Linked DNA regions of Mus musculus: region 2 is linked to region 1. Evidence: chromatin contacts called from public HiCAR-type data. All regions are on one chromosome and are shown on one strand. Each heading gives the region's core, a stretch centred on a gene start, on an enhancer-like site or on the middle of the called end of the contact. The rest is flanking DNA. Distances are from core to core; before and after follow the strand shown. Region 1 has its middle 11 kb from the start of Gm14015. Region 2 overlaps Gm39902 (a long non-coding RNA gene).

Region 1 (4,915 bases), core at 1,753-4,252:
ATGTCAGGGATTAAGTGGGAATAAGCAGGGTTGGGGATGCTGGTTGCAGGCAAGAAGCAGCTCGGCCTCTTCTCCATTTGGTCCTCTTAGGTCTATATGTGATGACAACCACCCAAAACTTTACACTTTACAGACATCCATAGAGTCACAAACAATCTGAAAAGCTGATTAGATACCCGCAGAAGCCATGGTTAACTCGTCAATGTCTTTGTCACAGTGTTCTAAAAAAAAATCCATTTCATCCTCCTGTTACTCCATTATCAACTAAAACACACACACACACACACACACACACACACACACACCAGCTACCTCAGTGATAGAAAAGTGACTAGCGTGCTTCCCAGGAAGAACTGTCTCTTTATTTTCATGAATATTTTCCACAGGCAAAGGTACTATAACACAGAGGTGCTTGGCCCAGCTTACTCAGGCAGTGGGACTATGCCTTTTCCTAGAGCTAGAAGAACTGACTCCTCCCTGGGGAGCCTGTACCTTCACCTGCTCTTCTTACCCCCGAGCTCCCCTTCTAGCACCACATAAGGACACTGAACAGCGGAGTTCCAGCCCTTGATCTGCGCCCCTCTAACCTAGTAACCACATCGCCCACACTCTAAATTACAAGCCCCCAAATTAGGAATTATCTCTAATCTGCAAGCTCTGCTTCCCACTAAGAGGATATTGTTTTTGTCTTTAATTCTGGCTGAAACTGGGTCCTTGAGTTTAGCCAGCAGAGCCTCTCACGGTAGCATCAGACTTTCTCTCCTCCTTGATTGATTGACTAATTAGTTATGTGTACTTGAGTCCAGCGGGGAGCCCAGTGACAGCTGTGATGTGAAAATGACTGGAAAGTTACAAAAATATGTAGCAGTGTTGACTAGCCGAAATGCAGTCGCGGGGACTGATTAGACACAGACTCGAGGAGTGATTTCATTTTGAAATTACCTGTCACTGCCAGGGCCTTGAGAAGAATCCCTTTGATTAGCAGGAATTAATTCAGTTCCAGTCTAATCACCTGCAAGACAACTAGTGAATATTTCCTATTTGTACTTCAGTCAGGGGATGCGGGGTGTGGTTGGAGGTTGGGACATCTGGAATCCTGGAGCCTAGAACAGCTCCCACAGAGATCAAATGAGGTTTTCAAAACTCAAACCCAATAAAGTCATTACCTACTTAAAATCCTCCGACCATTTCCTGTCTTAGCGACTAAGCAATCTACTGGCCCCATTTTGTCTTCTCTTTAGCTTCCTTCAACCCCATGACCCTTGTCTTTCTTCTCAAGCTTGGCTGATCCCATGAACCTCTCTAGTGTCCTTCCTCTCTCCCCAAGCCCACCCCCAGTTATAAAAAGGTCCTGGTACACAGTTCCTCCTTTTCTGAAATCCTCTCTCTCTCTCTCTCTCTCTCTCTCTCTCTCTCTCTCTCTCTCTCTCCTCCCTTTTGGTACCATGCATCTCCCTTCATAGTACATGTTACAGCCACTATTTTACATATTCTCTCTCTCTCTCTCTCTCTCTCTCTCTCTCTCTCTGTTAGTATAATTAGAAGATCAAATTTTATTTCCCCCAATTATATAGTTAAGTTTTCCAAGAATTGTGATGGCTTTGCTTCTTGCCAATAGTGTCTTTTTCTGCAAAAATATTTTCCTAATTCGGGGCAGGACTTCAGCTTCTAGTACATATCTAAATAAAGGAATAGATAGTTGACTGGTAAATACAGCTTCATAGAAATTTAGTAACCCCAAGACAGGCATTTCTCATACATGCTTTGGACAGAGAAAAAGTTCAAATTGACAAGAATCTTAAAAGGACAGTCAAACAAATGACCCACAACAATGCACAGACTAGTATGATTTCCAAGCAGCAGACACCTTCTTATGCACATAAAACAGTAACTAGTGATTCCTTCCTTTCAATTTCTCTACTATGATTCTTTGATGGCGTAGAAAACCTGGGACATTCATAATTCAGAAGAACCTGAAAGCTGTCTGGTGCCTTGCATGCTCAATAAAATGATCACCTTTATGCTTGACAACCTCTTCTGACTGCAATACTGTTGCGAGCAGAAGGACACATATATTAATAATGTTCAGCTGTGTCAGCCAGGGTCCCAGCAGGAAGCACTTGGCTCACTCAAAACGGATGAACTAAAATGCGTTTAGTGAAGAAGCAATTTATAGAGGTGGGAGGCGAGAATCCTGGAACTCAGGAAGCACAAGCATAGTGAGGAGCCAATGGTTAGTAATGCTCCGGAGGTGTTATCATTGTCAGGCCTTAAGAAGCAAGGGAAGGGTGGGATGCTGGAGAAGCCACATGAAATGGGCAGCAGGAGAATGGCCTGCCTCTCATGTGTTGTAGCTGTTCACACTAGCTGTGTAAGAAAGGACCCAGCCATAGTAGAGTCTCTTGCAGGAGGTGGATTCCAGGAGGAGCAAAGCCTAGAAAGCTAATCCTATCCTAGATCTCCTGGCAAACTGTCTGAGGCCAGTGGCTCAAACTTGTGGAATGCTCCCTTGAGGGTAGAGCAAAGGGAAGAAGTATTGTGAATGGATGTTGGAGGGTAGAGAACGGTTGTCAGCTTGTTCTTTACAGAGCACATACACTCTGCCACTATCTCAAGGCCACTAAGTCTTAACTTCTGCCACCCTAACAATCCCATTGGGTAAGTGCTAATATCCTCCCACCACAGAAGAAGAAAACAAAACATAGAGGGTAACTATTTTGCCCAAAGCCACACAGCTTGTTTACAGCTCATGGGACTAAAATTCAAACCCAGGCACTGTGATCCCAGAGTTCAGAGTCTTAGATGTAGGAAGAGTTCTAATAAGTTCTTTGTCAGTCTATGTTCATGTGCAAAATGAACTCCCAGTACAGAAAATACAAGGTAAGACAGACCAAAAATATTCTCTAGGCCCAGAAAAGTGATACTTTGAGAATGACTGTCTTGATTAAATCTGTGATCCTTGCTGAAGTAGGTTGATTAAAGATGGACATGAAGTTTAACTAAAGAAGGGAAACATTTGCCAGTATGTTAGCACTATCTAGACAAATATTAACCTGTAGATACCATTAAGGACTCTCAAAGACGAGACAAGAATGCATGCAGCATTTATAAGATTCATATTTATTCCTTCCTTCAGGACTTTTTATTCTCCCTAGAAACAACTGCTAATGTCTATTGTGAGTTTGGGATGAAACCAAGTGTCAAAATAAAGTAATGCCAATCATATTTGGGTTTCTTCGTCAAACAATTTACTTGTTTTAATTCTTTTTTGCTATGATAGTTAGAAAATAGAGATTTGCAAAATTGTGTACCAGCTAGGAAGCAGACAAGTAAATAAACAACTAAAACCAAATCAAACCAACCCAGAAATCTTGCAGTTGATTTGTTATCCTGGTCTTGTTTCTGTTTGTATCTGTGAATTATTTACAAAGCTGAGCTTATATCAGACATATTGTTTTAAACTTCTTTTTTTTCCTTAAAGTATATTACATGCCAGCTTCCATGGAATTTACTTTTCTTCCTCATTTTATTTATAAAGTTGTGTTTTTAATTAATAAAATAGGAAGAGACCACACTTCATTTATGAATCCCTTGGTGCTGGGCATTTAGATTGCTTTCTGTCTTTATTTTAAACAACGCACTCACAACTGAATGTTGTATGAACATTTGTAGACTTGAACATTCCTAGTGTCACTAGCCAAGTTAGAGATTTGAAATAAAAAAACCATCAATTCTTTGCCACAGTTATGTTTGAAGGATGACAGGTCTTTAAAAATTACTAAAATTGGCATAGCTTATAATACACATCGAAAAACATTAACAGGTGTCTTAACATTCATTGAAGATGTGAAAATGTTAATTTCATTATTGTTTAACTGAAGTTAGTACTGGATAGTTTTTCAAAAGACCCTATTTTAAGCACATACGCACCCTATTTTATTTATTTGTGGGTAAGTATATCAGGTGGGGTGTGCAGTGTAAGTATTATCATGGTGAGTGTGTGGAGGCTCAGAGGACAACTTTCAGGAGTCTGCGTTTTCCTTCCACCAGCTGGGTCCCAGGGATTGGACTCACCACTGTTACCCACTGAATCATCCTGCCTACACAAAAGAGTCTAGACCCATAAACAAAACTGCACAAGCATGAACTGAACAAGTCACCAATGGACACACCAAAGTGGATGGGGAAAAGCCCACAAGGTCTTAACACTGCACAACTATAGGCAACTGAGGAAAACTGGGAACAAGAGAGGTGGGCTTCCCTGTGGAGTAACACACTAACTGTTTGCCTGGTACCAAGCAGTCAGCCCTGAAGGCATACATACAAGTAACATTACAGGGACTGAAGAGGTTATATTCAGGAATATATGTGTATATACATAAATTCATCCCATAATAATCAGTGAGAAAACAGCACCATGAATTTAAAGGAGAGCTGCGGGGGCAGGATCTGTACGAAAGGGTTTTGGGGAGGAAAGGTAAGAGATGTAATCACATTATAATCTCAAAAATAAATACATAAATAAAATAATGATGAATAGGGGAAAAGATGCCTAGATATATATTTCCACTAAGACAAAACAAAAACAAAACCTGTGCACCATGGATGGAGTGAATGTTTTCATTTAAGGAAGTTTGGCTTGATGCAAGCATCTATCTTTATCCCATTTGCTATACCACGCAGTAGCAAGCTGTATAACATTATTTTTCAAAAGGCTTGCAAAACTATAAAGCCATTGTGTCCTGTGCTGTGGTGGCTTCTATCTAAAGTCCTCAAGGCACTTCTAGATGCCAGTGCAGTCCAGTCTGAAGAAAAAGGGACTTTGATCTTGCCTGCTAACTCATCATGAAAAGAAGTTATAATATTGCTCCTTTATCCTAACAGTAGTTATTCTAAGCAAACACTTGTTTTAGAA
Region 2 (4,915 bases), core at 1,426-3,925, 430 kb before region 1:
GGACTGTTGGAGCTAGCCAGCTTGCTCAGGGTCACCAGGCCTCCCCTCAGCTCTGCGGTTGCAGGTGCTGGAAACCCAAACCCATCCTCACTTGAGCAGCATGCACCTTAGCCTCTGAGCCATCTTGCCACTGAAAAGAATACTTCTGTTATTTGCTATAGATTTTTGTTGGATGGTTAACAAGAACATTTGAGTCTTTGAAAAGGTTTTATTCATAAATCCATATCCTAATCTATGATCACACCCATCTCACCTCCAAGGAGTTAATTAAAAGTTGCACTGCAGATCAAGGGTGTGTGCGTACCCGGACTGTAAAGCTTTCTGTAAAGCTTTGCTTTGCATTTGACTTGTGGCCACTCTGGGAAAAGCTTATGCTGCTTACTGGAAATTAATAGGACACCTTAGTTTCTGCTGACATCTGCTGGTGTCTGAAAATAAACATCACAGACCCAACACCTTACAAACCTGGGAGCCAAACAACCCTCTTGTTGTGTAAAGTGGTTGTATTCGGAATTGCCACAGTGATGCAAAACAATCTAGTTTTTAGAAACTAAATGAATACATTTTGGGAGTGAGTGCCATGGGATGGAGGTCAGGGGACACCTGGGTCCCCTTCTCTTCTCCCACCCTTCCATGGATCCTGTGGGTCCAGCTCAGGACACCAGGCTCTTGCCAGATGAGCCATCTTCCACTTTTCTGGTTGGTAATGTTGCCAGAGTCTTTGTGGAATAAGCACCCCAATACCAGTGAGAGGGGGAGAGATGTTAGTTACTGCTGGGTGAGAAGCAGGCTTGCTCCTGAAAGGCCTTGGTATTGGGTCCAGCTTACATTACTCTAAAACCATGGGCAAGATTTTACAGAAGTGGAAGTAGCAGTCAGAAGCAGTCATGGTTTGCAGCCCACCCACTGTTTGAAGCGCTTCTCCAGGATGTTCTGTTTCAGGTAGCAAGTGAAGTCAGGCTTGGCAACAGTGCTTTCAGTCACTAAGTAGATTAATAAATAAACAGCTAATAGTTGGCCTTTGCCTTATACTACTTCACTAAGAGTTACTATCGTTTATATTGAGACATCTAGTCAATTATATAACACACAAAATTGAATCTGCTTCTCTGGAGAACAGTAGCTGACAGTAACCCAATTAACATCTATCCCAAATTAGTTCCCAGTAAGACCCTAGCTTAAAATGTAAGTAAAAATAAACCCTTACTAGATTTTCTTTTATACAACAATGTAGGAAGCACATATTGTGGTGACCTCTAGCCATAAAGTTATTTCGATTATGAATCATAATGTAAATATCTGAAGTGCTGGATGTGTGATAGACCCACAAGTTTGAGAACCACTGCTCTAGAAGTTTTGATCCAATCTGACTGACCCAAGTGTGGCTGTTCCAAGTTTCCTTTCTTACCACTTCAAGATTCACTTATACCTGCGCACTGTGATGCCTGCAGGAACCCCCACCCCATCCCCCAACACCTGCATCTGGGTTTATGAAGAGGAAACATTTTGACTTCATTCTCTTACATTGAGAAAGTTGCCAGGCATTAAGTCGGGGATCAGGGATTTCAGCCAAGTCCCTACATCTCACCCTCTATTTTGCATAATACGGGGAAAATGCCTTTCACTATATCAGGTCAAAAAAGAAAGATTTGATGTACATGCCCTGGCTTAAAAATCATTGCCTGCTACAATGAATGGATGGATGGATGAATGAATGAATGAATGAATGAATGAATGAAACAAAATACAATAAAATAAAGAATGGCAGCTTCTGAAAATGCCCACCAGGTGGGGCTGGAGCGATGGCCAGCGGCTGCTCACGAACACTGGCTGTTCTTCCGGAGGACTGGGACTGTGTTTCCATCACCCACATGGTGGCTCGGCTGGCAACTGTAACTCAAGTTTTAGGGGTCCAGAAGAGAACATCAGGTCCCCAGGAACTGGGGTTACAGATAATTGTGACTTTCCACGTGGGAGCTGGAAACCCTGGCTCTCTGGAATAGCAACAAACGAGCTTAATTGATCCAGCCCTTCCGGGCTTGTTTGATTTTTACGTGAGTTTTAGGGATTGAATTCATCTCCCAGGCCCCTTTTTTATTAGCTTTATCTTGAGCACATCAGCGGTAGTTCAGTGGTGGTTTCCAGGCCCTGTGTCAGTCCTCTTTCATGTTAACACTTCCTTTCGTTCTCGAGAAGCCTTGATTCTACTCTCAGCCCATATGGCTCAGATGGGTTCCCTTTAGTGCATCTAGTGTGCATTACAAAGCCTGGCCCGGCAAGGGTATAACATCGAATACCACTTGAAGCCAGGGTGAACTTGATAAAAGTGAACACATGACTAGCCAGGCTGCTCAGAGCCAGTGAATGGTCAGTCTTCTGGCTAACTAGGATACATGCTCTTTTTCCAGAGGAATGTTCAACTTCCACGAGACTGGGCTTTGCATTGGCTAAAACTCAGTTCTAAGTCAGATGAACAGCAATGTTTTAATAGCTCAGGCTGATTAATTAGCTTCTTGGGCAATTAAAAGTATATCATTTGCTCCGGTTTGTGATTTATTAACACAGTTCTAGAAAATTACACTGAAGCGTCAACAGCTCACACGTTCTTCCCTCTGTCCTTGTCACATCTCCTTGAAATAATACAGATGGACGCAGTGGAGTACAGGATAGGCAAGGTAGGCAAGGCTGAGTGTCTGGACCCAGCTGTCTGAAGCTGAGCCTGGCACTGCTGTGTGGCACTGCTGTGTTCATTGTCTCCTTTGGCACCTTGGCCATCCAGCATTTGAATACAAGGCACAGGCCGAAGGAAAGCCAATTCTGAGCATTCCCATGGAGTTCAAGTGCAGAGTGGCCTGGTTAAACACACACCCTTTGGGGGGCATTCATATATTTTAGGAAAGGAAAACAAACAGCTATGACTTTCCACCCAAGTCTTCATTCTTACCCTAAATCTTGGTCAAATCTTCTCCGATCTTAATTTGACCTCTTTTATGCAAATGTAGCGTGACCTGGAGTCATTTACCCTGAGTGACTATAGCGCTGCAACAACACTAAGACACCTGCAGAAAAGCTATCCAATATTAGTGTTTTTCTTGGCCCTGCTTCTGAAGCACTGGGCATGTTTGAAATTGTTTGCATGCTCACGGTGATCTCTCCATAACCCTGTGCTTCACAGCCAAAGCTCAGTCCGAAGTCCAAGGAGCAGGAATATTTAATGGCTCCATCTGAATTAATGAACTTCTCAGGAAACTAATCGTGTATCATGGACTCAAGTTTGTGATGTATGATCCAAGGCCAGCAAAACTAATGGCAGCCCCAGCAGCTCACATTCCTCTTGCCTCTGTCCCTACAGCTGCTTAGGTCTGAGACATTGACAATGGCAATCCGAAGATGTGGCTCTTACCAAACCAAAGGGAACTCTGCAAAGTGCAACGTGTTATATGTCATTTCCAATACTAATCCTGCCAAAAAGTCAAATGTTCATGGTGTCTCAGAAAGCAGACCGTACTTAATATCCACGGTAGGGATGTTTATATGTTTTAGTCTTCTAGTATGTATAATGTGCTTTTACACTGCCCTCCCCATTTCAGGTTTTTGAGATTAAAGCCACAACATCAACACAGTTCTCATCCCAAAGGAAGTAAGAGATGGTTTATTCTAGAGTCAAGGATGGATGACCTTGACCCAGGGATTCGGATGTAGATTAGCCCGAAGGCCAGGTTTAAACAGGTTATGAAGCTTTTATAGGTACTGACAAAGAAAACCATAAACTGCTTTTCAAATGCATTAGCAGAAACGCCAGGTAAGTCATTTGCAGCAAAGTTGAGGAGCCTCTCCAGGCTTCAAATGAGACCCAATGACAATCTTAACCTCTGGATCAGGCTGATTGTGGTGTGGGGTCTGTTTGTACATTCCAACAGCACTTACCTAATGCAAGGTTGTTAGGTCTCACACACACAGGTAAGCAGTAGATCACTAAGGGACCAAGATAGCCCAAGACAGTTTGGCTCCGCTCCAGCAACATCCCAGCCTTTTCAACTTTCCCACCGTCTCCGACGCACTGGTCATTCAGCCTTCTAGAACATTTCATCTGAGCACAGCTCTTCAGGAACAGCCCTGTGGACTGTCTTCAGCGTGAGTTTCATAACTTCATGTATTTCTGCAGTTTCTCTTCCAAAACAACTTTGGGAAGATATCATTGTGTAGCAGTAGCTGAATAATCCGTTCTAATAATCCACTCTGCTGTGGTCGCTGATCAAATACACTCTTAACTCCCCAGCGGCAGAGGTGTGTCTTCTCGCCAGCTGCCTGATGTTCTAGATTCTCGAATGAAACACACACACAAAACCTTATATTAAATATGCCTTAAACAGCTCAATGGCTCGGCCACTTCATCCTCCATATTGCTAATACACTCTCCCTTCTGATATTCCTGAATTACTACTTATTAAAATGTGCATTCCATCTTTGCTACCTTAGACCCAATCGGAGAGGCTCCCTGGGGCCACTCCTCCCCAGCTCTTACGTGGCTATATGCTTTCTCTCCTGCAGCTCTCAAACCTGATCCTCCTGCTTCTCTGGCATGGCAGTACTAACTCCTTCTTCCAATGGTTCCCTTGCCCAGGAGTACTGCCTCTGTCTCCCTGCCCAACTGTTAGCTGCCAGCAACTTTATTTACCAGTTAGAACCAGCTGGGGGCAGGGACCCTCAACTGTCTCACACGCTGGATTCTCACGCAATTTGGGAACCCATAATGCAAGCATTAAACCAAAACAACATCACTGCTTTCATTAAAAATATGTCATTTTAAAATTCGGATGAACTTAAATAAATCCTCCGTTTGTTATAACTTTGCAATCATGGAAAACGTAATCAAAAAACAAAGCAGGCGAGTTTCAAAAAATAATGTCTTAGA

The links. HiCAR-type assays count read pairs that join an accessible place to other places.
Region 2: a HiCAR-type map of kidney shows a contact between it and region 1, with 5 times the contacts expected there. The contact joins two enhancer-like sites. A contact is called at or near these places in 8 of 39 promoter capture datasets (cranial neural crest, embryonic stem cells, hippocampal neurons and 3 more), 1 of 15 datasets of contacts at CTCF or cohesin (the NIH/3T3 cell line), 4 of 484 Hi-C or Micro-C datasets (embryonic fibroblasts, embryonic stem cells, gonadal supporting cells and 1 more), 5 of 115 datasets of contacts at active chromatin or transcription factors (embryonic stem cells and kidney) and 1 of 9 other capture datasets (embryonic stem cells).

The regions. Positions count from the first base shown.
Region 1 is chr2:106,531,883-106,536,797 of GRCm38.p6, reverse strand. No RefSeq gene overlaps it. Among named protein-coding and RNA genes, the nearest start is that of Gm14015, 11 kb to the right of the region's middle. Within about 2 kb of position 3,002, at least 1 of the 459 cell types and tissues checked has an H3K27ac peak or open chromatin away from gene starts, as enhancers often do. A contact at or near this core is called in kidney, where this site is marked.
Region 2 is chr2:106,957,346-106,962,260 of GRCm38.p6, reverse strand. Gm39902 (a long non-coding RNA gene) reads right to left here. Exons shown (of 2, transcript XR_866636.2): 2 at 3,627-4,323. Among named protein-coding and RNA genes, the nearest start is that of Gm39902, 4.0 kb to the right of the region's middle. Within about 2 kb of position 2,675, at least 3 of the 459 cell types and tissues checked have an H3K27ac peak or open chromatin away from gene starts, as enhancers often do. A contact at or near this core is called in kidney, where this site is marked.